Regions from separate parts of the Mus musculus genome. Here regions 2, 3, 4, 5, 6 and 7 are each linked to region 1. Evidence: chromatin contacts called from public ChIA-PET, HiCAR-type, HiChIP or PLAC-seq and promoter capture Hi-C data. All regions are on one chromosome and are shown on one strand. Each heading gives the region's core, a stretch centred on a gene start, on an enhancer-like site or on the middle of the called end of the contact. The rest is flanking DNA. Distances are from core to core; before and after follow the strand shown. Region 1 has its middle 35 kb from the start of Rreb1. Region 2 overlaps Gm30863 (a long non-coding RNA gene). Region 3 overlaps Gm40914 (a long non-coding RNA gene). Region 4 has its middle 20 kb from the start of Gm47754. Region 5 has its middle 22 kb from the start of Gm4035. Region 6 has its middle 5.9 kb from the start of Gm4035. Region 7 holds the start of Lncbate6 (a long non-coding RNA gene).

Region 1 (3,210 bases), core at 535-3,034:
CCAGGCAGGCAGGGCAAGGGGCAGCCAGGCAGTTCTGGGCCTTACAGGAGTATTAACATATTAAATTCATTCAATGCACCAAAAAGTAGTTCATTACTAAAATTCAAGTGCTCACTATCATGTGAGCCTTTGATTAGACACCATACAGAAACTGAGATTTAAAGTTTAAAAAAAAACAAGAGACAAAAATAAAAACTTTTCATTATCTTTAGAATTGTTTTAGATACCTGTAAGAAATATAAAGCACATCTTGTTACTGAGGCTCACCCTCCAGAAAACAAGGAAGTTGCTTAAGGGGAGGAAAAAAAAAAAAAAAACCATGTTTCATCTAATTATTCCTACCAAGGCATCTTATTAGTCTTCAATATGCCAACATAATCGTTTTTCAAATGTGCCTTAACTGGCTTATGTAATTTCTAGTATTAGTAAACCTTCCTATAGTGACCTAAAATACCCCAGTTCCAGAAAAATTTTCGATAGCAATAATTACTTTTTTGACCTTGGGAGAGTACAGAGCTTTCAGTTGCTGAACCCTTACATAAATGAACCATTTGACTGGCTCAAGTTTTAGGAGAGATTTGACTACTTTTTTTTTTTTAAATCACAAATGAGCTGTGAATTAAAATGAAACACTGTCGTGTGCTCTTCAGACTCTCCAGCCTGAAATGTTTTAAATGTCCAATGAAAGTGCAGGTTCCTCCTTTTCCTGGGTGGGTTTTCCTTCCCACCAATTAAGAAAGAAGCCTCGGTCTAACTGAAGTATTTGGACAGCAGTTTGGTGTCAGTTAAATACCACAGTAACTGGCATTTTCTATCACCTCCAGACTAAGGGACAAATACCCACTCAACAGGGACCAGCACGAAGCTTAAACTGGAAAGAGTGCCAGGTTTTGTGTGTATGCAGTTTTTTTTTTCCTTCCCATGTATTTCTCCTCAAAGATTTGGATCTTCGACATCCTTTCATACAAATGTGCGAATGCCTTCTGACTGACTGGGATGTAAAACGCTAATTAATGAACGCTTTTTCTGAAGCCAGTCGATCAGTTAACATGACCACCCTCCCCGACTGGAGGCACAAGGAAAAGGGGTGGGGTGGGTTGGCTAAACGGTTAGACAGGGTGCCCTCGAAAACGAAAAGGAACCCTGGATGTAATGACTGACATGCCGACAACTTAAAGATACTTTAAAATAGGCCACAGCACTGAGCACCAGGCAGTCACCCTGAGCACAGTGGCTTCAGCTCTGGGCAGAGAGAGGAAGAGGAGGAGTCAGGCCAGGGCCAAGTGACTTCTCCAATCCTCTTCTTCCAGCACTGCAAAGAAAAAGAAAAAGAAAAAAAAAAAAAAGGCACAAGAGGGGGGGGGGCTTCAGAACCACACTTTACAACTGCATCTTCCCACAGTCATTTTTACCACGACGAGGACTACCTGAAGTAATTTGAGCAGCTGACTCCATTGTTGGGCCAGAAAAGCCAGTTTCAATTCCTTAGAAAAAAACCAACCAAACCCTCGGCATTTGGCTTCGTAAGTTTTACTTGCCTATGCATTGGGGCATCTAAACACACGTGCACGCGCACCCTACTCGAGTTACCGTGCAGAACCAAGAGCCAAGCAACTTCTGGACCGCACAGACAGCGGCAGTTACAGCCTTCAGACCCTTCAGCCCGGCTCCTTGGATTCCAACTCCCTACCCAGGTCCTCCCGGCACCCCGGGGGGTGGGGAGGAAGTGTCTAGGCGAGCAGAACATTCTCCTTGTTCCTCCGGCTCCTCCCAGCCCTTCTGGGAAAGCCTGGGGACAGGCAGGACTGCCCACCTCCAGACAGCCTATAAAGCAAAGGGTCAGCTGAGCACAGTTGGGGAAGGAGTCTCAGTACCCAGCCACTCCCATCTCCAGATCCAGGAAAGATGACCCTAAGGGCAGAGCTTCCTCCATCTTCTGCAAGAACATCTCAAAAGAGCAGACTTGGAGGGGAGGGGAGGGGAGGGGAAGGGAGGGGAGGGGAAGGGGGAGGGGAGAGGGGGGAGGGGAGGGGAGGGGAGGGGAGGGGAGGGGAGGGAAGGGGAGGGAAGGGGAGGGGAGGGAAGGGGAGGGAAGGGAGGAAGGGAAGGAAAGGGAAGGGAAGAAGGGAAGGGAAGAAGGGAAGGGAAAGGACCAGGTGTGTGGCGACCTCATCTTTTTAGCCTCCTCAGTATCTGTATCTAGTTTCTGTTTCACTACCACCGCACTGCACTTAAGAATCTGTGAGCCAGTGCATGCCTGCTTTCTAATGTAATTCTGAGGGCAACACACGTTTAGTGACAGACCTGAACAAGCCACATGGTACTACAACAAAGCCATTAGGCTTCAGAACTTAATCCATTTTAAATAAAGATATTTATGCTTTGTTTATAGATTCGTGTCTTTAGAGAATGTTATTTATTTTATGATCTGTTACACCTAAAAAAAAAAAACCACTTTCTTCTCAAGAAAGTAGGCCTGTTCAAGCTTGTGTGTGTGTGTGTGTGTGTGTGTGTGTGTGTGTTTCCATAACCCCTTTCTCCAATAACTTCTCTCTTACAAACAATGTGCCTATTTCTAATCACTGAGACCCAAAGTAAGCTACTGGAGGGGGTGGGGAGAGGAATTCCTAGGTGTTTAAGACTTCAAAACAAACTAAAACCCTAAGATATCAATCACAACCCATTTCTATCTTAAAAAAAAAACAACTGTAATTATACCTACAAAGGCGATGGAGGTCCTGCTGTGGAGATACCCTCCCACTTGAACCTCAGCCAGAACCAAACTTGCTCTGGAATTTCTAAACTAAGTTTGGAGGGTTTCCCCATGAGACCTTCATGAGGTCACTGTGCACCCTAGTGACTAGGCCTCTAGTTGGGCAGAGGAGCCTTCCTCACAGCTGAGTTTACCAGCACAGGTGCACTGTGTAGGCGGTCACAAGTTCTTCAACTGAGGTCTGGCAGACCCTCAGGTCACCTGCTACCTACCTCCTTTACAAGATCCACTTCCCCCAATTATCCCTGCCTGGATTTGACCATTTCTGGACCCGGTACTTTCTCAGGCTCATCTGATAAGTTCTTACTGTCAATTTTACTTTGCTAAGCTGCCACCTAAAGTTCCGAGAACAACATGGAAAGATTATAAAGGCTTGAAATAGAGACACATTAAATGTTTTGGAGCACATACAGACCCGCCTAAAATGTAAACAGCAT
Region 2 (2,859 bases), core at 99-2,598, 340 kb after region 1:
GTGGTGTTAAATTCATAAGTTTGGCCTAAATCTGATTCCATTCTTAAATGTTAAAATTTGGCCCAAGACGGTCTCCATATATGGTGAACTGAAATCTAGGTTGATATGAAAGCAAGCCGTAACCTAAGAGCGTTTTCTGATAACCAAGTAATGCAGTGGAGCCAATCAGAGGCTACGCACTGCCAAACTCAACCGCGTGGGTCCATGCTGACTCTAACTAAGCAAGCTGTTTCTGTAGGTCACTTCCTTTTCTCTGGCTATGAACGCAGTCTGTGCAAACTGTTGAAGACATTCTGAATTGGCTTCCCACTAGAGAGCTGCCTGGATCTAGAACCTTCTTTCTGGCCAAATTAACTGTTGAAATGAACTCAACTCAGATTTTCTCTTATCACTTGTCTCTGAAAATCATATTTAGTTGGTCCTCTTAATCTGCTAAGTCTGGTCAGCTAAGCAAGTTAGTGCTAAAACTTCTCCGCTGTGTGGGCATCCTGAGACCTTCTCCCCAGGGTGTTCTAAACAGAGACTTGGTTAAGGTCAAGGTTGGACCTTGACACCATTTGTGGTTCCAGTGACTTGGTGCCTCTGTCTCTACGAAAAAGATGAACGGAACAGCATTTGTAGCCTCTGGTTTTCAGTTAACGCGTAGTTGCCAGAGAGTTCACTCACAGATGCTTTTAGGCCATTAAGCCAAAGGGCAGAAGGAGAAGGAAAGAGAGAGTAATCTGGGGAATGCAAGGGTGAGGCTTTCTTGCTCCCACTAGCTGGAATGGTCTTTCTGCAGGGAAGAAATGCGGCAGTGGATCGTGACTCTTCAGGCCCAGCACGATGCTTGGACTGGTAGAACGCTTTTCCCGCGTGTTTCCTCCGGGGTATTTGGGCTTTTGTTTTCTGCTGTGCTTTGCACAGAAGCTGGAAATCTGCCTCCCCCAAAGCGGACTTCCTCCCCCTTTATAAACTGACCCCTGGTGGTTGCTATAGCAACCACAAAGAGCGACTGCTGAGCTGCATAAACAAGTCCAATACTCAGTGCTGGGGCAAAGCAAGCCCTCAGAGAAGAGTGAGTGCGGAGGATGAATATGATGTGGCGGAGAAGCGGCTCCTAGGAAGATCTGTAAAGCACCCGCCCAGCCCTTACTTTCTCTTCTCCTCCCATCTCTTGTATCCCATCAGCCCCGGGCGAAGACAGAGGATCTAGGAGGGTAGCATGCAGGGGCCTGCCTTTGATGCTGGGGAAAGGAACGCCAGATGACTGAAAATGAAATTTAAACATTTGCTCGGAGCTCAAGGCTAGAAATATGCCAACCTGACCTGGAAAAACAAATAATCCGAGCGGCTGCCACACCTGCTGCAGGCCGAGACACCCTGCCTGATGTCGGAAAGCTAGGCCGCTCTGCTCAGCCCTCAGCTATGCTTGATTTCATAAATTATGCTAAACTGAGACAAAGGCTGGAGATTTCTGAGATCCGTGCTACTTGAAATATGACTGCTGCGTTTTTTGGAAGGAAGAATGGGTAGAAAAAGCCCACCCTAAGATATGAGGTCCCGGGAATTTGTAACACACACACACACACACACACACACACACACACACAGAGTTATCTCCAGGAACTTGGCTCCTGGTTGCAGGAAACTTTCTGAATACAATCACAGAGACCCAAAGATCAGTGATACATTGTCTCTCCCCTCTCCTCCCCTCCCTTCCTCTCCCCTCTCCCCTCCCCCTCCCCTCCCTTCCCCTCCCCTCCCCTCCCCTCTCCTCTCCTCCCCTCCCTTCCTCCCCTCTCCTCTTTCCCCTCTCCCCTCCCCTCCCCTCTCCCCTCCCCTCCCCTCTCCCCTCCCCTCCCCTCTTCCCTCCCCTCTCCTCTCTCCCTCTCCTCTCCTTTCTCCCTCCCCTCTCCCTCTCCTCTCACCCTCTCCTCCCTCTCCTCCCTCCTCTCCCCTTTCCCCTCCCTCTCTCCCTCTCCCTCTCCCCTCCCCCTCCCCTCCCTCTCCCTTCCTCTTCCTCCCTCTCCCTCCCCTCCCTCTCCTGTCCCTCTCCTCTTCCTCTCCTCTCCCTCTTCCCTCCCCTCCCCTCCCCTCCCCTCCCCTCCTTCCCTAGTTAACTCATTCCACCCTCATTTAGCTTTTTTTTCTTTAAGTGTTTGTGAGGCTCCTAAAAGTGAAAGTCAGCTAGAGATTCTGCAGAAACCTTGTGTTTCTTTTGTCCTTGACTGGCCAAGACAGATTCTCGGATCATTTCAGAAAGCCAAGGTTGCCTCATTCACTCTGATAGGGAATCTAGCCTAATGAACTGCATTTACAGTCAGGGCACTCATTTTTAAATTTACTTAGCTATTAAACAACAACAAAAAACATATGAAGACACTCTGAGGGTCATTATTCCAAAATAATGATTAACAGTGTAACAACTGTTTGTTTTGTGGCTGAAGGAAGTGCCAGGGCAGGCCCACACCAAAGCGTTCCCTCTGAGAAATCAAGTCATGAGACCGACCTAATATAAAGAAGGTTTATCATCAAGAAGGGAAGCAGGGTGCAGAGGGGGAGGGGAGAGGGCAAATATTTTATTATTCCATTTGTGTTAGATATTAGAGTACTCAGATTCAGAGACAGACAGCCGAAAGGCAGTTGGCAAGGGTAAGAAGGGAGGGTGAAAGGTTGGGCTGGAGGTATAGAGCTCAGTTGGTAGATGCTCACTTAGTATGAATGAGGCCGTGGATTCAATCCCCAGTACCGTGTGAATGGTGCGTTCTAGTGTGTTTGGTGTAGAGGAGCCGGGAGTTCAAGGTAATTCTCAGCTCCATAGTGAGTTTGAGGTCAGCCTAGGCTGAGAAAGACCCTGTCTCAGTATTTAAAATAATG
Region 3 (2,838 bases), core at 44-2,543, 380 kb after region 1:
TATCCTCCAGCCTCGTGGACTGCCTTGTCTACCTTTGTTCCCCTTAGGTTGATAACACTTTCTCAGGCTTTTAAAGTGTGATATGCGTTCAGAAAAAATGCAGGAATCCTATCCACAGAGTTTGCTAAAGGTTTGCAAAAGCTCACTGCAAACAGCGCGAGGTTATTCTCATCAGGAGCCTACCTCACACCTATCCTTACGCCCTCACCACAGCCCAGTGCCTCTGGCCTGAGATCCAGCTAACACATATTAGGCAAATGCCCTACCACTAAGTTAACACCACCAGCTTGGGGGTGGGGGTGGGGGTGGGGGTGGGGATTCAATCCAGCTACCTAACCTTTTTTGTCTTCTTACTTCCAGAAGAGGCTCTGTACCCACAAACTCCATCTCCCGATCTCAGCTCCAGGCAGCCACCATTCTATTTCCTGTCTCCATGAGTGTGCCTACTCCAGGGGCCCCACTTTACTGCAGTCAGAGGATGGAACTCAGGCCACCAGGCTTGGTGACAAGCATCTCTGTCCCCTGAATCATTTTCACCTTTGGAGACCCCACCTTCGGCTTCCCAGCATCTGTCTTTCCTTGTTCTTCAGAGTTGTGGGACCGTTCAGTTCATACCCTAGTGTTTGCCTTTCTGACTTCAGCAACAACTTCCACTTCAAACTGAGTTTGTGAAATTCGGTTTTTCTTGGTGTATGGGTGTAGCATCCTCCTCTCTCTCTCTCTCTCTCTCTCTCTCTGTGTGTGTGTGTGTGTGTGTGTGTGTGTGTGTGTGTGTGTGTGTGTGTGTGATAATGCTAGAGATAATTCCCAGGGCCTTGTACAAGCTGGGCAAGTACTCCTTGTGGTGGGGCCTAGTCAGACAGCAAGCACCCTTCTCAGTTTGAAAATCAGCTCAGTACCTTAATAATAGAGTACTTTGATCTGTTCAGTTATCCAGCTGATAAGCACCTGGACTGATAAGATAATGCATTTCCACACCTCTGAACTCACTTCTGGGAACCCTCCATTCACAACAATCCACCAAGACCGTAAAAATACAATCGGAATCCCCCTTACCACAACCCCTGAGTCCCCTGTGGGTTACATTGAATCCTTTTTTAAAAAAAAAAATTATAATTTCAGATTCCGGAGAAAGAAAAATAACATACAAACCAGGTGATCTTGTTTAGTTCAGTCCTAGCTTTCATTCTCAACAGATCTTTTTGAAATGTTCCAGTGAGTTCCAGCTACTGCTCGGACAGCCTGTCCTAATGTGGTCTGGGGCGGAAACCGACTGCAGGATGGCCAGCCAGCCAGCACTTCCTCAGAGGAAAGAGATTATGAACAGAGGAGCAGCTGGTGGTCTCCCTGGCCCTCCCTAGGGCCACTAGCCCATGCCGATCAGGCAGGGCAACTGTCCTTCCTGCTCTCTGGAATGTTGGGATTAAACGTGTGCAACGGGAGAATGACCGGCACATAGTGTGTGCCCGAGGAACCCGAGTTCTCGGTTTGAATTTTTATTCTCAGTCTGGTACCTCAGAGCCTTGGTTTCTCCACTGGTGGAAATAACTTACTTGGAATCTACAGAAAAACAGTTTAAAAATGGTCAATGTAGTTTCCAAGGGGGTTGGAGATTCTGATTGCTTCAAAGTTCTTTTTTTAGCAGATGGTTGTGGATGTTGTATTCATTAGAGAATCGAGTGCAAGAGATGTGGAAATGTGTTATCTTAAACAGCAGTCAGGTCTATGGCGAAGGCTTGAAACCACAGCTGCTCCGGAGGCTGAGGTGGGCTGAATGAGTGTCTGCCTGGGCTGCAGAGTTTTAAGTTGTTCTACTCTCTGGGTCTTTTCTGCACAAATCCAAACTCTGTGGGTTTTGTTCTGAACACTTTAAGTCATTTAGAAGATGATGAGCTTTGGCTCAAGGATGGTACATGCCCCTATGTGTGTGTGTGTGTGTGTGTGTGTGTTTGTGCATGTGTGCATGTATGTGTGCGTGTATGTGAGTGTTTAAAGAGAGGCAATTGGTGTTAGTGCTTCTGTTTTAGTGGAGGGAACAAACTGCCCAACAGAGGCCAGTAGAAGTGCTTGCCTGTGGCTGGGTGAGAGTAGGTTGGTGTTAACCCAGCTTCGAATCACTGGGACAAATACCTGAGATAAATCCTTCTAAGTAGAGGAGAGTTCTTTGGGGCTCTAAACCGCTTCCAGAGGTTTCAGTTCAGATGCTGCCCCATTGCTTTGGGTCTATAATGAGGTAGTATTTCCTGGCAGGGAGCAAGGTGGAGTAATTGACTCAGCTGATGGAGTCCATGGCAGAGAGAGGTTGAGAAGGGAAGATGAAGGAAACGAAGGAAGTGAGACAGGGTACCAGTATCTTCCCCAGGAGTGTGTGCCCATGACCATAATCCATTCACCTGACCCCACCTCCTAACAGCCTACCACCTCCCAGTATGTCTACAAGTTGACAAATCAGCCTTCAGTGCATGGTTCTGGGAGATACCTACTCACATTATAGCAGATGGGACATCCAGAGGGGGAGTGGGGTGTGTGTGTGTGTGTCTGTGTGTCTGTGTGTCTGTGTGTGTGTCTGTGTGTGGATCTGAGTCCCATGCTGTAACTTCCAAGTAGTCAGGACATGGAAGGTAGTGTCTGCTGAGAGCTTCGTGTGAGAAATACAGACTTCTCCCATACAGCTGCAGTCCAAGACCATGACACATCAGATGATAAGCCCTTGGATAAGCCCTTGGATAAGTGCTTCCTTTGCTTTGTGCTATTGGGACCTTCCGATCAACTTTGGATCTGGGGAGAATCAAGACAGTAGCAAAGCAGGCAGAGAAGGAATACCTTTTCTTGTCATTG
Region 4 (3,080 bases), core at 265-2,764, 290 kb after region 1:
TGCAAGGGCTGGTGACTACCTGATGGACGAAAGACTCTGTGTGTGTGTGTGTGTGTGTGTGTGTGTGTGTGTGTGTGTGAGTGAGGGGGGTGTTTGAACAGTCCAGGAGAGGGTACTTTGCAGGCAAGGTGCAAGTGCTGTGAGTTACAACATAAAGGGGCCTTGTTACACCATGGTGGTGGAGGCAGAAATCAGTGTAAGCTACTTGTCCCTGGAGTTCTGCCAAAAGGCTTCATTTCCTGACCTCTAAACCCTTTGAAGTCCGAATGCCCCGCCCCCCATCACAGTTATAAACAGCGAGGCTCCAGGGCCAGGGCCTTCCCAGCCACACCTGCTAGTATACAGATCTGTGTCCCCAGGAGGCAGCTTCCTGTACCTTGTACTGCCCAGCAGCTGCTTTGGGGGTCTAGCGTCAGGAGCGGTTAGCACATGTGTGTTACAGGAGTCCACAGTTATTCAGGGTGGAAGCTAAAATCTGGGGGGACATGGGGAAGATAGGATGCCCCAAAGTTGCATCCTGTTGCCATCTTTCTCTCTGTCTCTGGAACACTTACTGAAGGTTGGATTCATTGGCTTTCTCAACGCACACCTGCCTCGGTGATCTGAGTTATTCTGGGATATGGAGTAACTTCAGGGGCCCTCTGCTTTGTCTCAACAGTTAACAGATCCCAGCTCTTCTTCAGTGTCAACAAGGTTTCCCATGTGCGCCAAGGGTAGCAATGTCCCTGCCTTATCAGCCTAGCAACGAGAAGGCCAGTTTCCAGGAAAGCGGCCACCTGATCCAGCCTGGTGAAACCCATTCGCAGCCCAGCCACTGCTCTGTCCTTCACATCCCAGCACTCAACAGCAGAGCCACATGACAGCGTTTTCAGTTGGCTAGCCCTCCTTCTCCCCGGCAGCCGGGCTGTGGTTTGTGAATGGTAGAAATGCCTTGAGCCTTTGAATATCCCTCTAACCCTACATTGGTTAAGGACAGCAAAGCAGCAGCTTGTGGGGCCTGGGCTAGCTGGGTGGGCCCAGAAATGTCCCTCCCTCCCTGCTAAGCTCCCTGTCTTGTGAACCCAGTAGGAAACAAAGGCTGTGATGCTGACAGGCTGTTGTTAGGTACTTCCCACCCTGGCTGTGGCCTTTGATTAAACAGGGGTGATGGTGATGTTTGGGGTATACTTTGGAGAGCCTTGAATAATCTAGTTGTCGTTTGATTTGAAGAGTCTCTTTTTATAACTATATATGCCTTCCCTCTAGAGAACCAATAAATAATGTGGCCATTCTGGCAGGGCTGTCTTTCCATAGCTGCCCTGGGGAGTCTCTGGCCCCCCACCAGTGGCTTCTCCTGTTTCAATTTCCATGTCCTCTGGCTTCTGTAACCCAAGGAGCCCCTGAGCTTGGGAACAGCTGACAGCCAGACAGCTCCTAGTGGCGGTACCTGGAGAAGGAAGGGGTGGATGGGCACTGGCTTGCCAGCTTGCTCTGGGGCACCCTGTCCCTAGCTACTATGAGTCATTTGAAAGGTGAGCAAGAATGTGCCCTGGGTGAGCATAGGGGAGGGGGTATCTTCGGTGCCAAACCCAGGGAACAGAGCAGGGCCCTGTGGGCAAGGATGGGGTGGATATGAGCCCTGTTCAGAGGAGAATCACAGACAGCCCTGTTGTCTCTACAGATCATTACCTCAGAAGGAAGCTGGCCTTGTCTCCAGTGGGCATCACCCTAAAATCAGAGGCCATTGAAATGCATTTGGAAGATACTGCTTTGCATAAAGGGGCACTGTACTGGTTCAGAGGGCACCGTGTTGAGATCGGGGTGTCTCGTTTCATGGCAGGCAGTGTGTGTTGTGTTGCCTGCCGGGTGTCTCATTGCATGCAGTAGGTGCAGGAGGCATTGCATACTGTGTTTAGGCAGACACATGGCTAGACTGCTTACACAGTTATTACAGAGATTTTGTGGAACCTCTTGAGTTACCTACTAAGCCCAAACTTTCTATTTTTCCAGACGAGGAACCTAAAGCCAGAGGAGAAGCAGAAGTGGAGCTTGAGACTGTCTTCTTCCATATTCTCAGGGTGTGCAGCTTCACACCCCTGCAGCTCCACACTGTCCCTGGAGTGGGGGATGGGCAGGGCGAGCATGTGCTGGGACAGGGCATGAGGGTGATGAGGAGCCTTAAAGTCCAGGAACTTTGCCTCTCCAGCTCAGTCTTGGTTCCCCCCACCCTCTTGCCCTATCTACCATGCACTCATACATCTCCCTGGTCCCTTCCAACACTATTGGCTTTTCCTTCGGGGCCAGTGTAAAACCTTCACTGACTTTTACCAGGGCAGGAGAGGGGGTGCGGGGGAGGGGGAGGCTGGGGTGGGAGAGGGGGAAGGAGAGATGCTAGTTTCAGTTAGTGACTGGAAAGAACGCCACAGCCATGCCCCTGCATCCAGCTGTTGTTTTATTACTGTGTGCTTGGATAGAAGGAGCCAACCATGTCACCAGGGAGTGCCTGGCGGTGCTGACGCTCCTGGCAGAGTGAGGCCGTAGCCAAGAAGTCGTCAGGCTCTGATTTATCCCATTGCCAAGTGCTGGATGGAAAGTTCTGAGAACAGTGCTGGTAGAAAGGACAACAGGCACGAAAGCAGAGCCCTGGCTCTGAGGGGCGTCTTCCCTCAGAGCTCCGGAATGGCATGCATCTGTTTATCTCCTGCCTTGCCAGCCCACCAAAGCTACCCACCCTTGCCCCCCCCCCATGGCCTCAGCATGCCATGGCATTTAATAGATGTTAAAAAATAGTAACATCGGAGCCTGTGACTCTGATGCTACTGTCACAAAGGTTTCTTATTGGTGAGGCCTGATTGGCTGAGCCAGAGACTTTAGAGAGAGACCAAGCCAGGTGTGGGTTAGCCCTGTACTCTCTGCCCCCCCCCGCCCCCAGATGCTGAGGTCATAGTGAAAGGGATAAGGCTGGGGTGTTTGGACACACGTGTCTAGGGTACTTGCCCTTTTTCAAAACAGGAGAATGGTTCTGGATGCCCCATTTTCTTATCTTGTGAGCAGGGAAGGCTCTCTCGGTCTAGGCCGTAGATAGGTCTGTCCTCTGGGGG
Region 5 (3,057 bases), core at 364-2,863, 400 kb after region 1:
GGTGCTTGCTGTCCTTTTGAATCGTGTTTTCAGCCTGATGACCCGGCCTCTGTATCTGTTGCTCTTAGAAGAGCAAAAGTCGGTGGTGGTGAAATTGGTTGGTGACTTTGGCTTATTGTGTAATCTGAATATTAAAGTTTATTTTCAAGGCTTTAAAAAAAAAACATTTTGCCAGCTTTAGAGGTAAATATAGTAACCATCATTCAGTGTCAAAACTAAACCAATTTTTAAACATTTGAATCTAAATTATAGAATGAAGAAATTATTTCAACTGTTGTTTTTGTTTGTTTGTTTGTTTTATTTTTTTGGTCTTTGTTTTTTTTAGGCACAGAAGTGATAATTTAAAGCCACAGATCACTTGGCACGTTGCTCGTTGACCTTAGGGTTATTATTTATGGTTATATTTACATCTGCTTTAAAGGGGTATTCCTCTGTATCTTACTTTTAATTTTCACCTATTCTTAGAGAAAAGGTCTCACTATACAGGTGGCCTGGGCTGGCTCTAGGGACCAGGCTGGTTTTGAACTTTTAGTGTTCTGTAGTCTCTGCTTCCCTGGTGTGAGATCATAGGTGTAGTTCACTAAGCCCAGCCTCTGTATTATTTCTATGTATTCATTTTATATTACTTTTAAAGAAGAGCTAAACACTTTCCTTTCCAAAGCATTTTGAATCTAAATATTAATTTAATTATCATTTTTTAGTTCAATAGCATATTAGCAAACATGAAACAAAGACTCCTTAGGCAGAGAGAGGATCAGTGTCCTCCCTCCTCTGAATGCGAGGACACAACAGGCAAGCACTCTGCCATTCTCACTTGGCATGCTCCTTATTGGAGGGGCAGAGGGAAAGCCACTTCACCCTGTGATGGGCACCATCCTCACTGCCTCACATAAGGTCCCTCTGGATGCGTTCTCATAACGGAGGATTCCAAGGAGCATCCTGGGGCCAACAGAACAGACTGTCTATCCTGAGGGAGGGAGGAATGTCAGTTGAGAGTGTTGCTGCTGTTCATGGGCCACTCCTGATGCTCTCCCCTTCTCTGTAGTTGTAGCGAGCTCAAGCACCAAAACAAACGATCCAGGGATGACCCATGCTTTCATGGTGTGCTGCACACCCGGGAAGGGTTTTCTTTGTTTGTTTTAGGAAAGATTGGCTCTCTGTTCTCCACTGATTTGTGATCTGTGCTCCCCCTGTCTTTGAGTTCTGGGAGAGACATTTTGGATCACAGGATGGAGACGGTGGAAAAAGAACAGGCCGGAGCATCGGGAATAGGCCTAGAACTCTAGGGACAACATTCTTCATGCTCTCTTAAGAGCTTAGAGGTTTGGAACTGGTGGCAACTGGTAGTTTTCAGTGTTTGGTAAACAGCCAGCATCCGGAGCCCTGGGAACAGCCTCGCTTAGCTCTTTGTTTAAGTTTTGGGATAGAGGCTCTGAGTAGTTGGTGCAGGGGAGAGAAATTAGCAACCACTGCTCGTTCACAGCTGGGCAGCCAAGTGGACAGCCCTGAAAGACCCAAGCTGACAGGAGAGAAAGAGGCCCCTACCAGTCTTGGACCAACAGCTCTTAGAGAAGGACACTCCCTCACCCCAACCCCCAACTGCTCTGCATCTGCCTGGCCTCTGGCCAAAGATCTGTGCACACTGCAGCGTTGGTATGCTTTGGGTGAGGCTCGTGGTCATAGCAACAGGAATGGGAGAGACCCAGTTCCTGGGAGTAAGAACTGTGGCCAAGATACAGATTGGGCAGGCTAGGGGTAGGGAGGGGAAGTCAAGGTTAGTTTTGCCTGAAGAATGGAGCCCTTTACTGTTGTGGACAGAGCCACTTCAGCCAGGGGCTACTAATGGCTGTTCTCAAGTCTCTCCTTTCTCCAAGTAGGTGTGGCTCAGGCTGAGTTTGTTAAACTCTGGTGAACGTTTTCAACCCACTGACCTGCTGATTTTTAGAGAGAATTAAGCACTGACCTACTTGCTGGTGGCACACAATCACATTTAAATATGCATGCACCTATTTTTTCCACAAAGGAGTTTTTGTTTTTGTTTTGTTTTGTTTTTAGGAAAAAGAGATGTTCTGTGCACATGTGGCCTGTGATCAGAACCGAGGGCTCACACTGGAGGAGCTGAGTTCTAATCCCAGCATCGACTCTTCCCCTCTCCCCGAGGGACTTCTCTGTGCCCTATTTTCTTTATCTATGAAATGAAATGATGAGGTAAAAAGCGAGAGGACCGGCTCCAGCTCTGAGCTTCTATGTCTATAGACCATGGGATAAAGGATAAGGGCCGTTTCTATTGTTGAGTCTTCTGTGTTTCTGGCTCATATTTCTTTGAAGCCAGCAGGTATAGCTAACGATTAGAAAAGTCAACAGACTTCCTTTTCAACTTTTGATCTCTTTAAATTCTTTATTTCTTTTAGAGCCGTTTCGAGCTCACACACAGTTGAAAAGGGGCACGCACAGAGATTTTCCACACAACCCTCAGGCACCCCCCCATTATTGCCATCCTAACAGGAGTGGTTGATTTGTCACAACTGATAAATACATCGACAGACTGTGATCACACAAAGGCCATAGTGTACAGCAGGGCTCTGTCTTGGTGTTGTTCCGTTTATGGGTTCACAGAGAGTGAATTAAGCTACGAGTCTACCAGGGCTTAGGGGATAAGAATACTTGCAAGGTAAGCATGAGGCTCTGAGTTCAAATCCCCACCACCTACATAAAAAGCTGGGTGTAGTCACACGCTCTCCTAGAGCCCCAGTGTGGTGAGGTAGCAAAGACAGGACTTCTGGGGCTTGCTGGACACCAGCCAAGCTCCAGGTACAGAGAGACTTGACTCAAAGGAATGAGGCAGAGAATGATAGACAGCTGGGTACTCAACAGGATCCCCTGGCCTCTGCATGTAAGTGGGAACATGCAGTAACACACAGACATGCACACACAACACACACACTCACACAGCATAAAAACTTAAAAGAAAAAAAAAGATACCCATCCCCTTTAAGCTGCAGTCGCCCCTCCCCCCGCTTCCCCTAAGCCTCTGGCAATAGTGGATCTTTCCTGTCT
Region 6 (2,833 bases), core at 300-2,799, 410 kb after region 1:
TTGCTTGATGTTTGGCTCTTTCTGGCTTACTTCATAAGCAGCTGTGGTTGCTTATGCTGGAGAGTCTGCCTTCCCTGAGATAAGCATCCTCCAAGGAGGAAGGTTTGTTCTGGCTCAGAGGTCGCAATCTGTGGTCATTGGGCTTCATTGTTTTTAAGGCCGTGGGAGGCCGTGATAAGGAGGCCACTGGACTCCTGACAGCCAAGAAGGGGAAGAGGAAGGGAGAGGGAGGGGAGGAGGAGAGAAGATGGGAGCTGAGGAGGAGGTAGAGAAGGAGGGGGAAGGGGAAGAGGTAGAGAAGGAGGGGGAAGGGGAGGAGGAGGGAGAGGAAGGAGAGAAGGAGGAGGAGGAGGGAGAGGAGGAGGAGGAGGAGGAGGAGGGAGAGGAGGAGGAGGGTATGACCAGCGGCAGAGAGGACTCAGCTAGTGGTCCCAGTACCCCACCTATCGAGAGCACATTCTCTAAACCTAACTTTTACTCTACCTACCTTTCAAAAGCTTTAAAATCTTTACAACCTTGCAAAAAGGACTCAAGTTACAAACAAAAACCCTTAACACACCAGACTCCGGGGAGACTTTTAAGATCCAAACTCTAGTGTCTATCTCTTATTGTCTAAGATTTGAGTCTTATCTCAGTCACAGGTTGGGCGTGCAGTCGACTGAGCTGTCTTTACCACCGGAGTCCTGCAGCCTTTGTTACCCCAGGAGAAAAGCCTGAGAGGCCCCATGTGTTCATGCTGGAACAAGGAACCAAAAGGGTCTGGGGACAGCAGCCAAGGGATGAAAGCCCCTTTCCTCACCCCGCAGGCTGGTGATGCTACTGGTACATAGCGAGTGGTTGCTATAAATTCCCAGATGTCTCCAGACTTTCCTCAGTGGCTATGTGACAAGACATTCATGCCTCCGCTTCTGTCACTCCTGCTCCCTGTACCCCCTTCCTGAGTTGAGTCTCTGTCTGCTTTGGGGTAAATTCTAGCTCAGGCAGACCAGGCAGGCCTGAGTCCTGAATCTTTGGGCTCTCTAAATAGTAGAAAGATGTAATGGGATATTGTGGGGGGCACCAAAAAAAGATACAGATGCCCAAAGGGAAAGGATGCTGCTGCCACAGTGGAGAAATAAACCAACGTGGACTAAAAATAGCACCGGGTTGGGGGTGGGGGGAGGAGGAGAGAATGGCCCACTATATTTTTAAACTGTTTTAACAGTGCAGAGAAGTGGCAAAACACCAGTCTCTGAGGAATATGGTTTGCTAAAGGGTGGGGCTGGGAGTTTGCCCACAATTATGCCCTAATGGTATTTTGCACTCCCTCTACATTCCATCCGTCAGTACATGCAAAACGGCCTTTCTCCCACATTCTTCTACAACACACTTGTAAAGGAAGCGAGCGAGCCTGTAGCTCTCATTGCTGGGATGGGAAACCAAGGCAAAATGACTGGTTGATCTGCCAAAGCCATAAGAGAAAGTCTTGCTGAGTTTGGGGTTACGCTTTGGGCTTCCCACTCTCTGTGGCTGTGGCTTTGGCCTGGCCCCGCCTTTTTACTGGATGTGACTCCAGGGCAGACAGTTTGCTAGGTTCCTGGAAGGCCGAGGTTTGCATTTGCACGAGCCTTGTAGTGGACTGGGACATTTCACAAGACAGGAGGAGAAAGCTGCAGCTGGTGTGTCTAAGAAAGGGAGGGGAGAGGAAATCTGAGGGCAAGCTGCACTGGGGTGGGGTGGCTTGTGCCCCTGCCTTCTGTCTTCCCATGACTGGACTTGTCTCTGCCCACGAAGAGCCTGCATCTCCTGCAGTGACAGCATAGGACAGGGCTGAGTCTTGTCCAAATATTGTTCTTCAAAACACCACTGTTCTTGGTCAAATGCAAAAGATAGTGAGGAGAACAATGCTCAACCTGCCCCCAATGTTAAGCTGCGGTTTTCTCTGCATACTGGGGGGGGGGGGGAGAAAGAAGAACTCTCAAGACAATTAGTGCCCACCTGTGAAGTTCTGGGCACCTGACAAAGGCGAGCTCAGCTACAGGCTTCTGCCTCTCAGCAAGGTTCTATTTTACTTTCGGCCTCCAGGCCGATGCTTGGCACTGCACTTTGAGTGTGGGGAAGATGGCTGGACCACAATGCCCTTGGCATGTATCAGTGGCATTTACGTGCTTCGCTTACCCCTTCTGACAGTCCTGAGAGGCACGCTTTACACCCACCCATCCTTTACAGATGAGCCATGAGAGGAGTTTAGCAAGGTAAGGTAAGCTGAGTGTCTCTAGACAGCCCCACCCTAGCCTGTGCGGTTTCCACCTCTGTGGAGAGAAGCCTCGCTGGGCTTCTGAACCCTGGCTGTTTCGTTAGCTTCCTACACAGCTGCCGGTGAGCAAGAGCTATCCTGGAGAGTCCTGGGCATGGTAATCTCAAATCATGGGTTTGTCCCTGGGTTTCCCCACCTTTTTTTGTTACGGGAGACAGGTTTTGTTTGCTTCCTAGAGTTTGTCTTTGGGTAACTGTCAGTGTACTCGGCTGTAACAAAGCAGGCAAGAGAGAAGCAACTGTTGAATGTTTCATTGATGCATCAGTTTATTGATGGCAGGAGGAATTCCTTCACAGCTTGAGGACTCCACACTGCTGCCGGCCTGGGATTCTATGTTGCATAGCTGTAGATGCTGTTGGTCCTCTGGGAACGGTAAAGCTCCAAGAACTGGTGCCACGGGTTTGTTTGTAAGGAAATCCTGAAGACTGACGTGTAGCTCTCCATCTTTGAACTTATAATCCCGCTTGTGGCTTCAGAGTTCTGGGATCACTCCTGTGGATCACATTAACCCAAGACAACACCCACCTTAAAAATCTC
Region 7 (3,119 bases), core at 386-2,885, 310 kb after region 1:
AATGTCACTCATTGGAAAAGGACCTACTGTGGCCAGATGTCCCTCCCCCCGGGGCAGTGGGTGTCATTCTCTTTCTCTCTGGCTTTCTGTCTGTCTGTCTGTCTCTGTGTATCTGTATTTCTCTCTCTCTCTCTCTCTCTCTCTCTCTCTCTCTCTCTCTCTCTCATGTGTGTGTGTGGTGTATGTTCACACATATTTTTAGAGAGACTTTTTTACTGTGTAAAAAAAGTAGGCTGGTCCTAAACTCTGAACGCTGGACACCTCCTCCTCCTCCTCCTCCTCCTCCTCCTCCTCCTCCTCCTCCTCCTCCTCCTCCTCTTCTAGTCTCGGGATACCAAGGAGCTAGAATGGCAAGCACTTACCACTGTCTGTGCCTGGTGTGCCTCATTTTCGGAAGTCTCCAGCAGTCTGGCTGTAGAGGTTGCAGTGGGATCAGGCTTCTTTCCAGTTCCCTCTCTGACCCTTCCCCATTTCTTCCACAGAGCCTGGGGCTCTGGGCTCCTCTTCCTCCTCCCACAGTCTGTCTCCTGTGGTGTTAAATTTCACCCACACTGGGGTCTTTGTTAAACTGACCTTCATTGTATTTCCTCGTAGCTTTGCCTGACCACAGATGCTGGCCAGAGGCAGGAAACAGAGCTGTCCTTCAGAATGGACCCCAGTGGCATCCATGTCCCATGCTGTGATCATTGTACTGAGGTGTGGCTGCAGAGAGCATCCCTGGCTGGCCACCGGTGGGCACTCATATATTCAGATCTACTTCTCTGTGTGCAAGCACAGGTGTGTGTCCCTCTGCATATGTGTTAGTGCCTGGGGAGCTGAGAGTGACACTGAGCATCTTCTTCAACTACTTTCCTCATTAAAACACACACACACACACACACACACACATACACACACACACACTTATTGTTATATATATGGGTGTTTTGCATGCTCGAGTGTCTTTGCATCACATACATTCCTGATGACCCTGAAGGCCAGGAGAGGACATTGGATCTCCAAGAACTAGAATTACAGATGGTTGTGAGCATCCATGTTGGATGCTGGGACTTGGACCCAGGTCCTCTGGATGAGCAGCTGATGCTCAAAACCTTCAGCTCCATCCTCCTTACTTTTTAGAGAGAGGGCCTCTCAGTGAATCTGGAGCTCCATTTTTGACAGACCTTGGGAACAAGCCCCAATGATCCCGCTGCCTCTTCATCCCCAGTCCTGGGATCACAGGCGCAGCACTGCACTTAGCTCTTATGGGGGTGCAGGGGATCGTGCAAGCACTTTACATACTGAGCTGTTTCCCCAGGTCCCTCAAGTCTGCTTTTCTTAAATGAAAAACCAAACAAAACTCGTTGCGCAGTGAGAGATACGAACACTGAGTGGTGTTGAAGGTGAAGGCCAGTCCTGCCCCAGTTGACTTGGTACCCTTGTTACATGCTCTCATTGGCTAACTGAGTTAGGTGGCTGCTATTTCTCCAAGGACTCTAATTTTCAGTGTTCTGTTACCTGCAGTTACAAATACGCTCATATCAGACAATGCAGTTATAAAGCAAGACAGCAAACGCAAAGGATTACTGTGGTTTATTTTTTGTGTCTTTTGAGATGTGATCTTGCTCTGTAGCCTTGAGGAGCCTAGAGCTCACTATGTAAACCAGGCTGGCCTCAAACTCAGAGAGATTTACCGTCTCTGCCTCCCAAGTGCTAAGTTTAAAGGCATGTACCACCATGCCTGGCTTCTGATTCATTTTAATATTTAAAATTTATTATTATTATTATTATTTTTACAGTGTTAAGGGTTCAGCCTAGGGTCCCGAAGGTGGTAGGCATGTACTTTCCTGGGCTACATCTCCTATTCCTACTTGTTTTTTCTTTTTTAATTTTATTTACTTTATTTGGCTTTGTTTGTTTATGCACAAAAAATGGTTTGCCAGCATGTATGCATGTGTATCATGGGCATACGTGGTACCTGTGGAAGTCAGAAGAGGGCGTCAGATCCCCTGGAACTGGAGTTACAGATGGTTGTGAGTAGCCATGTGGGTGCTAGGACTTGAACCCAGGTCCTCTGCAAGAACAGTAAGCACAACTAACTGCTGAGCCATCTTTCTAGCTCTCTACTCTGAGTTTTTTCTTAAATGCAAAATTTATCTTCAGAAGTGACTAGGAAACTTTTAGAAATAGATCCACAATTTTTCCTTTGGATATAATAGATTCTGAACTGATCCAGCATATACACACTATTTATGTTTCAGAATTAGACCCTTTGAGCCCCCCTGGAAAGTGCATATCCTTTATTGGGAAGGGGGGCAAAGAGTCTCTACTGGTGTAGTAGCAGTGGTGTGTGTGTGTGCGTGTGCGTGTGCTTGTGTGTGTGTGTGTGTGTGTGTGTGTGTGTATGTGTATGTGTGTGTGTGTGTGTGTGTGCACCAGCTCGTGTGAGAAGCAGGAATAGAGGGAGAATTCATCTGGATCATGTGCAAGGAACATAGGATTATGATATTATTTCTGCCTAATGAGGAACCTGCAATGCTAACAGAACAATATTATAGTGTAAAATAGGCCTGCCAGAGAAAGAGGGTGATGGGGACACCTGTCAGTCAGTTAACGCGGGCTGAAAGGGCTTATGGGAAACTATTCCGGAGGAGCTGGCATCTGGCCTGTAGATTGGCTAGTCTTATGGTGGTGACAAAGTGCCCCATGTAAAGAACTTGAGGGAAGATTTGCTGATGCTCACAGCTTCGGAGGCGTCAGTCTGTGGCTGCTTGGCTCCATTCTCTTGACAGAGCATCGTGAAGGTGGGAGGGCGGGATGAAAAAGCTTCTTCATGGCAGAAGCTGAGAGATGGGTACAGGAAGGACCAGGTCAAGATACAACACCACAGAGTCACCCACGGCGACCTAATACTCCGGCTGGTAGCAGCCTCTTACTTTTTGTAGCATCTCCAAGCCATGCTTCCAAATTATAAATCCATCAAGGGGTTGGTTAATCCACTGATTAGCTCAGAGCCCTTAGGATCCAGTCACTTGTCCTCATCCGCCTAGTCAGTGAAGGGACACTTCACACTCCATAACAGCATGCACTTGCCCTTTTGGATGGTTGAATGTCTATGAGAGGACACAATAGAGGGCCTG

The links. ChIA-PET counts read pairs in DNA pulled down with a chosen protein or histone mark. HiCAR-type assays count read pairs that join an accessible place to other places. HiChIP or PLAC-seq counts read pairs in DNA pulled down with a chosen protein or histone mark. Capture Hi-C pulls out chosen DNA fragments and counts their contacts.
Region 2: a HiCAR-type map of astrocytes shows a contact between it and region 1, with 2.7 times the contacts expected there. The contact joins two enhancer-like sites. A contact is called at or near these places in 2 of 15 datasets of contacts at CTCF or cohesin (the NIH/3T3 cell line and large pre-B cells), 5 of 484 Hi-C or Micro-C datasets (bone marrow-derived macrophages and embryonic stem cells), 18 of 115 datasets of contacts at active chromatin or transcription factors (T-cell acute lymphoblastic leukemia, acute myeloid leukemia, astrocytes and 13 more) and 1 of 9 other capture datasets (embryonic stem cells).
Region 3: a contact with region 1 is called in an H3K27ac HiChIP or PLAC-seq map of microglia, with 6 times the contacts expected there. The contact joins two enhancer-like sites. A contact is called at or near these places in 1 of 15 datasets of contacts at CTCF or cohesin (the NIH/3T3 cell line), 11 of 484 Hi-C or Micro-C datasets (the C2C12 cell line, bone marrow-derived macrophages, brown adipocytes and 6 more), 29 of 115 datasets of contacts at active chromatin or transcription factors (DN3 thymocytes, the HPC-7 cell line, bone marrow-derived macrophages and 24 more) and 3 of 9 other capture datasets (adipose tissue, bone marrow-derived macrophages and embryonic stem cells).
Region 4: an H3K27ac HiChIP or PLAC-seq map of microglia shows a contact between it and region 1, with 4 times the contacts expected there. The contact joins two enhancer-like sites. A contact is called at or near these places in 1 of 484 Hi-C or Micro-C datasets (bone marrow-derived macrophages) and 7 of 115 datasets of contacts at active chromatin or transcription factors (bone marrow-derived macrophages, effector CD8 T cells, embryonic forebrain and 4 more).
Region 5: a promoter capture Hi-C map of adipose tissue shows a contact between it and region 1. The contact joins two enhancer-like sites. A contact is called at or near these places in 2 of 15 datasets of contacts at CTCF or cohesin (the NIH/3T3 cell line and embryonic stem cells), 28 of 484 Hi-C or Micro-C datasets (the C2C12 cell line, bone marrow-derived macrophages, brown adipocytes and 16 more), 44 of 115 datasets of contacts at active chromatin or transcription factors (the 230-238 cell line, DN3 thymocytes, the HPC-7 cell line and 32 more) and 2 of 9 other capture datasets (adipose tissue and bone marrow-derived macrophages).
Region 6: a FOXA1 HiChIP or PLAC-seq map of pancreatic cancer cells shows a contact between it and region 1. The contact joins two enhancer-like sites. A contact is called at or near these places in 6 of 484 Hi-C or Micro-C datasets (bone marrow-derived macrophages and embryonic stem cells), 24 of 115 datasets of contacts at active chromatin or transcription factors (the 230-238 cell line, the SCID.adh cell line, bone marrow-derived macrophages and 15 more) and 3 of 9 other capture datasets (adipose tissue, embryonic stem cells and liver).
Region 7: a contact with region 1 is called in an RNA polymerase II ChIA-PET map of memory CD8 T cells, with 4 times the contacts expected there. The contact joins the promoter of Lncbate6 here to the enhancer-like site in region 1. A contact is called at or near these places in 8 of 484 Hi-C or Micro-C datasets (CD8 T cells, Sertoli cells, bone marrow-derived macrophages and 5 more), 21 of 115 datasets of contacts at active chromatin or transcription factors (CD8 T cells, T-cell acute lymphoblastic leukemia, bone marrow-derived macrophages and 15 more) and 1 of 9 other capture datasets (liver).

The regions. Positions count from the first base shown.
Region 1 is chr13:37,852,700-37,855,909 of GRCm38.p6, reverse strand. It overlaps a transcript of Rreb1 not described here. Among named protein-coding and RNA genes, the nearest start is that of Rreb1, 35 kb to the left of the region's middle. Within about 2 kb of position 1,784, at least 235 of the 459 cell types and tissues checked have an H3K27ac peak or open chromatin away from gene starts, as enhancers often do. A contact at or near this core is called in the 230-238 cell line, the C2C12 cell line, CD8 T cells and 21 more, where this site is marked.
Region 2 is chr13:37,512,515-37,515,373 of GRCm38.p6, reverse strand. All of the region lies in intron 2 of Gm30863 (a long non-coding RNA gene), which reads left to right. Among named protein-coding and RNA genes, the nearest start is that of Gm29590, 5.3 kb to the right of the region's middle. Within about 2 kb of position 1,348, at least 100 of the 459 cell types and tissues checked have an H3K27ac peak or open chromatin away from gene starts, as enhancers often do. A contact at or near this core is called in astrocytes, microglia and trophoblast stem cells, where this site is marked.
Region 3 is chr13:37,474,911-37,477,748 of GRCm38.p6, reverse strand. It overlaps Gm40914 (a long non-coding RNA gene), which reads left to right. Exons shown (of 2, transcript XR_001780899.2): 2 at 361-664. Among named protein-coding and RNA genes, the nearest start is that of Gm40914, 11 kb to the left of the region's middle. Within about 2 kb of position 1,293, at least 143 of the 459 cell types and tissues checked have an H3K27ac peak or open chromatin away from gene starts, as enhancers often do. A contact at or near this core is called in the HPC-7 cell line, adipose tissue, bone marrow-derived macrophages and 8 more, where this site is marked.
Region 4 is chr13:37,560,010-37,563,089 of GRCm38.p6, reverse strand. No RefSeq gene overlaps it. Among named protein-coding and RNA genes, the nearest start is that of Gm47754, 20 kb to the left of the region's middle. Within about 2 kb of position 1,514, at least 92 of the 459 cell types and tissues checked have an H3K27ac peak or open chromatin away from gene starts, as enhancers often do. A contact at or near this core is called in microglia, where this site is marked.
Region 5 is chr13:37,455,762-37,458,818 of GRCm38.p6, reverse strand. No RefSeq gene overlaps it. Among named protein-coding and RNA genes, the nearest start is that of Gm4035, 22 kb to the right of the region's middle. Within about 2 kb of position 1,613, at least 104 of the 459 cell types and tissues checked have an H3K27ac peak or open chromatin away from gene starts, as enhancers often do. A contact at or near this core is called in the C2C12 cell line, adipose tissue, astrocytes and 8 more, where this site is marked.
Region 6 is chr13:37,439,582-37,442,414 of GRCm38.p6, reverse strand. No RefSeq gene overlaps it. Among named protein-coding and RNA genes, the nearest start is that of Gm4035, 5.9 kb to the right of the region's middle. Within about 2 kb of position 1,549, at least 104 of the 459 cell types and tissues checked have an H3K27ac peak or open chromatin away from gene starts, as enhancers often do. A contact at or near this core is called in the 230-238 cell line, the SCID.adh cell line, adipose tissue and 2 more, where this site is marked.
Region 7 is chr13:37,538,652-37,541,770 of GRCm38.p6, reverse strand. Lncbate6 (a long non-coding RNA gene) reads right to left here and starts at 1,635. Exons shown (of 3, transcript XR_382205.2): 1 at 363-1,635.